2 separate regions of the Arachis hypogaea genome follow, and region 1 is linked to region 2. A link is a contact called in public Hi-C data. All regions are on one chromosome and are shown on one strand. The core of a region is the stretch at or near the end of the contact, and the rest is flanking DNA. Distances in the headings are between cores, read along the strand shown. Region 1 has its middle 8.6 kb from the start of LOC112711149. Region 2 has its middle 37 kb from the start of LOC112713857.

What was found. Hi-C and Micro-C count contacts between places; a contact is called where the count stands out from the background.
Region 1: a Hi-C map of an unstated tissue shows a contact between it and region 2, with 8 times the contacts expected there. The contact joins two enhancer-like sites. A contact is called at or near these places in 2 of 8 Hi-C or Micro-C datasets (leaf and an unstated tissue).

What each region holds. Positions count from the first base shown.
Region 1 is chr9:85,661,602-85,665,197 of arahy.Tifrunner.gnm2.J5K5, forward strand. No RefSeq gene overlaps it. Among protein-coding and RNA genes, the nearest start is that of LOC112711149, 8.6 kb to the left of the region's middle. Within about 2 kb of position 2,005, at least 3 of the 3 cell types and tissues checked have open chromatin away from gene starts, as enhancers often do.
Region 2 is chr9:85,447,337-85,450,946 of arahy.Tifrunner.gnm2.J5K5, forward strand. No RefSeq gene overlaps it. Among protein-coding and RNA genes, the nearest start is that of LOC112713857, 37 kb to the right of the region's middle. Within about 2 kb of position 1,530, at least 3 of the 3 cell types and tissues checked have open chromatin away from gene starts, as enhancers often do.

The sequences.
Region 1 (3,596 bases), core at 755-3,254, 210 kb after region 2:
ATATAGGAGTGACCATTGACAATATAATAGATGTCTTATTTGACTACATAAAGTTCCATGTTTCCCACACATTTTCTTACCCCAAATACAAAACTTAGCAACAATTTGGTTTTAAAATTGAAACGCAGCAAGATCTTATATCATGTGATAGGTACAAAAGAATGATGGATTATTTTGTCTTTCAGAGAAAGAAAAGATCCTTACTCGATAATCAAATTGGACCCTCTTGATAGACACTTCATATCTATGTTGCTTTAAAATCTTCCTTGAAGAAAAATACTAGCAAGGATTCACATCATTAAGATCTTTTCTGCTAAGGTAGGGTACGTACGTGTGTTGAACTTCCCATGTATGTATATAATTTCTCGTGTTTTATGAATTTGAAACTCCGAATTCTTAAATTCTGTATGCAATTAATTACTATTATTAAACAACAAAAATTCCTTAAGCCAATAACCTTAATTTGTTTTACAACTTGGCTATATATATCTGGAAAAGTATATATAGTAGTTGGCTTCTATAATAATACAGTTATGACTTATGAGTATATGATTATTAATTACTCCTTTAATTTGTGAAACTATATTTATAAATAATAATTTAAAACTAAAAATGAGATTTATTACTTTAATGTTTAGTCAACATTCAATTAAAATTTTATCTTATTTTTAATTATTTTATCAAAATAATTATATAAATGCCAAAATTTTATTATTTTTTTTATCAAAATAATACTGTCTCTTTAAAGTGAGAATTGTTTTATTTTATTTATCAATTTTAATATAAATTTTAATTATAAATTAATTTACTTCCTAAAAATATTAAAAATGATATTCTAAAAACATTCTATTAAAATTGTTCTAATATACGCAGGCTCTCAAAAATGGATGATTTATTTCATTGTTTGGTCAACAAGAATTAATGATTGAATGGTAGACAAAAAACTTCTAGTAAGTACTAGTACCAAGCAATGAATCTTATTACCTGTAACTAAGAAGCCACCATTCAATAATTAATAATTAAGTTTTGATTATTATCATAAAATTCATGGTGGTGAGATCAAGTGCTATATTACTTCAGTTGTCCTTTTCACAAAAGCCTGAAAAAAACTTATTCATCACTATGATATCAATCAATCATGCATGTGATCGATTCTTTCTTCACTAAAAAGTTACAAATTAATTATGGAAGAAGAACTGAAGAAGATGATGGTTCATAATCAAATTCACAATTCTACATGCAATAATGCATCTAATGAAAGGAGAAGAAGAAATTAAAAGAAGTGATGCATGTAATAATCAAATAATGCTGCCAGATAACCTGAATCTTTTCCTCCAGAATCTTGTGACAAACAAATTTGATACATACTCATCATCATGTGGCAAAATTTAAGTGGCTTAGAGGAAATGATCATATTGGTGTTCATTAGTTTTAAAGAGTTGATTCTATCATAACTTGTCACTTAATTAATTCTGGAAATTACTTTTACTAACAGATTTTCAAACTGATAAGTAATTTATCAGTAATCAAGCAATATGGTTTCCCAACTTATACTCTTGAGCTGATTTAGTGAGATACAAATTCATTAGAGAGAGAAAAATAATCTCAAAATATCAGTGAGACAAAAAATGTCCACATTTGTAAAATTTTAAATCTTTAATAGATATTTTTATTATTTTGATATTTTAGTCTAAATCTCTTAGGTAAATTCTTTTTTTTTTTTTTGGACGTGAGGTAAATTCTTAGTGAAGACTAAAAGAAGTTTCCTAGCAACAGATTCGTTTATTTTTCTTGGTCCTGCAAAAGAAGATCTTTTTCGGCTCAACAAAAAGAGGATTGTTTTTGGACGTGGTATAAAAAGAAGATTTTTTTTTTGGTCAAAATAAAAAGAAGATTTGAGTTGTTAGATTATTGAAAACTTTGGGCTAACTGCTGGGACCACAGTGGTTAGCATAGAATATATTGGGCCAATTTTAGTTCATATTAAATATGTAGCATTGGCCCATAGTTGTCTACTGTTCTTTTGTTTAGGCCTCTAGCCCATACATTAAGTCATCCATTGGAGACTGGAGACCGCAACCATCACTAAGAAAAAGATAATAATAATAATAATAATAATAATAATAATAATAATAATAATAATAATAATGTAAAAATCCTCTCTCTCCATGCTCTTTGCTAGAGCTTAAGAGTGTAGTGCACTATCCATAAATATCGTTGAAACCATCGCCTTGTGCTACCCAGTGTTGGCATTGTCCTGCCTTTTCACCGTTACATTAACAAACCAATATGTCAAACACAAACATAGACCCAAACATTGATTAAAGAGAGGAAGAAAATGAACCCATCATAATATACAATAACAAAGATATAGAAGAGGGAATACAAGGATATAAGAGTAAACTTGTGGAGAAATTCCTCACGGACAAACCTATCAACACAGCCTGGATCCAGTTAGTTATGGAGAGCATTTGGAGAAACCCCAAAAAGTTGAGGGTGATAGAGTTGAAACAGGAAATATACCCGTTCTTCTTTGATAAGGAGTCAGATATGGAAAAAGTACTCAAAGGAAGTCCCTGGCTATTCCGAAACTCATGGCTGCTAGTGAAGAGATGGAAGAGAGAAGAAAGTGCAAATATGGGGCCTACAAGAACATTGCAAGATGGCTCAACTTGAGAAGAAGATCGCAAAAACACTAGAAGAAGTGTATGAAAATCCTAGAGATCTAATGAGATTCCTGAAAGCCAAAGTAACTATAAACATCAACAAACCTCTTCTAAGCGGTGCAAACATTGGGTGGAATGAGCATATGCCAAACTTCTGCTACTACTGTGGTGTAATCGGCCACGAAGAAGCCAATTGTAACAAAGCCGTAAAGGATGAACTACAAGGGACAAACAAATCCAAGGAGTTAAGTGATAAACTACAATTTTATGATTTATTTTAGATTAAATTGAGTGGATTTTATCAACTTTTGTCACATTTATTTATATAAATTGCATGTTTTTAAGATTTCTTCCTATTATGTGTTATGATTCAAAACATGCTTCTTAAGCCTTAAAAATGCTAATTTTTAATCTTCTTTTATTACCATTCGGTGCCGTAATGCGTTTGTTAAGTGATTTCAGGATTTATAGGGCAGGAATGACTTAGAGGATGGAAAGGAAGCATGCAAAATTGGAAGAAACACAATAAATAGAAGAATTGAGAAGCTGGTATCGACGCGAACGCGTGACTGACACATACGCGTGACCAAGTGCAGGAGTCGGCTGACGCGTACGCGTGACAAGCGGCACCAACACGTGCCTCACTAAAGGGAACACACTGGGGGCGATTTCTAAGCTCCTTTTTGCCCAGTTTCAAGCCCATTCTGAAGATTAAAGGTTAGGAGTGAAGAAGGATGGGACATACATGCCATTAGTTTAGTTTTTACATAGTTTTTGAATTCTAAAGAGAGAAACTCTCATTTCTCTCTAAATTTAGTGTTCCTTGTTCAATTTTACTTGAATCGTTGGATTAGATCCTTGTTAATTTCAGTTCTTGTTGCTTTAATTATTTTGAGTTTTGAATTTGGATTTTGTTAGAATTAATTTCTA
Region 2 (3,610 bases), core at 280-2,779:
TTATGATTGTCGAAAAAAAAATAAGGGCACTGTATACTCACCTCAATAACAACAACAATAGTGCTTCCTCAATAACAGCACTGTGAACTCCACGACGACACTAGCAGTCTCGCAAAACTGTCGAACTCTCAAACCTTAAACCACCGTACTAAGCCTTCACCATTATCAGAGGAAGAGGGAGTCTAAGTGTTTTGGTGTTGGAGAAAGGAAGGAAAAGACTGTGAGTGATCAAAATCCATAGGGCTCTAACGTTTTATTTTTTCATTCATGTAAAACAGTGATGGTTTACTCTCCTTAGGCGCCAAAACTCTAAACGACACTGTATGGAACATCCACCGTGGCAGCCACTTGCCAGATCAGCACTCCGATTTGCTGACTCAGTCTAGAAATAGGCTTAAGGACTTTTATGGAGTCTGGAGTTCAATCTCGAGGACCAAAATGGTGCAATTGAAAACTCAGGAGTGAAATTAGTGCAGGGGCCAATCTGAGAGACCATTTTAGGAATTTAGTCCTCTAACAGTTCGTCCTTGGCTAATTATAATCCCTACCACATAATCTTCGTAAAATGCCAAATTATACTATTATTATGTATGATAATTCTGTGTAATATATATACAAGAGTAAACTATCAAAATTTTCTAATTTTTTAATAAACTAACAAAAATATCTCTCAATAAAAATATCCAACGTTAAATATACATTCTCGAAAAAAAATTAGAGAATGAATTTTGATACAGTTTTTCGCAAACTTGATTAGAAAAATAAAATATTTTTATCTTTAAAATTTGGTAATTTTATGTTAAGTAGTTTTTTTGCGATTTATTTTTATTAATGGCCAAAACAAAATGAAAAAAATTATAAAGATAAAATTTTTATCTGATTTTTTTATGTACTCTCTAAATAATTACCTAAATATTTCTAAAGAATTTTAAATCAAATTCATAAATAATTGTCAAATATAAAGTCATTTACTACTTAAAAAACATAATATTCATTTTGAATATTTTTAATAAGTTTTATAATATTTTGAGAATATTTTTATCTTTATAAAAATAGAAGGTATTTTTGTCAGTATTTTCAAAAAATCAGAAACAGCTTTGATAGTTTATCCTATATAAAAATTAATTAGGTTTTATTATTATTATTATTATTATTATTATTATTATTATTATAAATTAAATATCTGTGATTTGAAGGGAAAAGAAAAAGTGGATCTAGCTTAACACGGATATGAGGGGTAATTTGGTTGGGCCTGCGTTTTTTAGTCAATGGGTGTGAAATTTCTTGGTGACAACTAACGTACCTGTGGCCCAATGAAACTTTGCCAAGACCAATAATGCCTTTAACCGTTTGCTTTGGCGTGAACTTGAGGAAGAAACTTCAGACCAAAAAGAAAATGATTTGGCGCAAACCAGTATAGGAAAAAGATCAAAAGGGTAAACTAAGTTTGCCAAACTAGTTACTCACTACTAGTTAGGCATTGACCATGGGCTTTTTCTTTCTTCCATCGTTTTAGAAAACCGCATTTTACATACTCACCACAAACACACACAAATACATAATTAAGACATAGATGTTAGGTAACTTAATACTACACTATTGATGAATATTTGTTTTTATCAAAATAGTTGTCTATAAAATCTACCGTTGGATTAAAATTTATATAAATTGTATATCAATTCAAAATCGTTTGATATATTTTTTTATAGATTAAATTTGATGATGATATAAAATTTTAAAACACATATTTTTAGATCATATCTATAAAATTTTATGTCAATCTAAAATCATTTGATATACTTGTTAGCTACATTTATTATCTTTTAAACATTTTGAATTTAAATTTATAATTAGAAAGAAAAAATAATCCCAATTTTCCAAATCAAATAAGTTAAATGACCAGAGTTTGAAAAACCCTAGATAAAGCAAAACAAACCGGGTCAAGGACAAGAAGTGTATATAGAGTTAGCAAAGCCCAATTTGGTAATTTTATACCGCGTGTGCTGCGATTCATGCACGTGGATGTGAGATTGAATAATTTGGTCTACCACCTAGGTAAAATGATGATGATACACGTGCATATATTGGTTCATGAATGGGGGGCAAAAGAGGAAAAACATACAAAAGCAAGAAACACAAAGAAAATGGGTAGATACATAGATAAATAGATAGATGGATAATCATCTATCTCATTTGCCATGTTTCTTTGTTCTTCTTTTCCATTTTGGGGACCATTTTCTTAAAGAAATGTCTACTCAAAGTGGAACACAACTCCTTGAATTCTGATGAATGTGAGGCTTTCATTAATTCATTCACAACCATGATTTCTCAACATGGCCAATGCATACTCCATCACCATTAGTACCCCAATATATATAAACCATAATAATTAAATTAGCAAAAGTAAAGTCAATTTTTTCTTTTGTTTAATTAATATATGGAAAAGTATAGGGAGCCAATGGCTTAAGCGCACAATCCGTACAATGGAGGTTTAAAAAGTATTAGAGATATAATCATTAGTGTTACATTATTCTATCAGGTTACGCTTTTGGGATAGGTGGTTTCATGATATGATATTAGAGTTCTAGATCCAAAAAGTTAGGGGTTCGATCCTTGGTAAACTCCAAAATCAGCTTAAATTTTTGGGATGAGTGGTTTTATGACATGAGATGTTTATTTATCCTTGTATCGGATGGTTATTCTGGATAGTATGGATGATGTTCATTCTATTCATGGATAAAAGATTTAGCCCATTATAGATATTGTACACTTAGGTCATTGGCTCCCTATCACTACTCTATATATATATATATATATATATATATATATATATATATATATATATATATATATATATACACATGCATAGAGTTATCAATTGACATAACGTAACATACATATATACTCTTGATTTGGCCATTTTGAACCTTAATTTCCAAAAGCATGATTGTAGTGGGATCTTAGTAAGCCACACTTAGGTGTTAGGTGTCCATCAATTAAATAGAGGTTTAATTTGGAAAAATGAAAAAAAGGGCAAAATAAATGAGTGTTTTGTTTAACATGAAAAAAAAAAGGAGACTTTCGTTTCATAAAAAAAACGACTTTGAAAATTGCTTTTCATATTGGTGATGGGTCCAATTATAGTCCAGAACAATCGTCATTCCACTTTCACTTTAATAGTTTAATTTCAATACATTTATAGGTTTATGCATTCGCCAATAAATCAAAGCTAATAAAGGTTTTCTTTAATTTATTTGTGTTCTCCAAAGGTTTGAGCTCTATTGTTTCCTTTTTTATTGCAATCATAAAAATAAAAAATAATCGAAGTATCATTATTGAGATATTTTTTTTAAATTGATTTTACGGAAAAAGCATGAGTGACGTATTACATATTAGGGGTGTCTGCGGATCGGATCGGATCGGATATGGTCAAAAATTCGATCCGATCCGCATTAAAATCATCGGATCGGATCGGATTCAATATCCGCAGCTTTTAAGGTTGGATTCGATCCGATTCGATCTGCACATTTGCGGATCGGATCGGATCGGATATCGGATATATCCGCAAAACATAAAAATATTTTTAAAAGCATATTTTTATTAAAAAAAT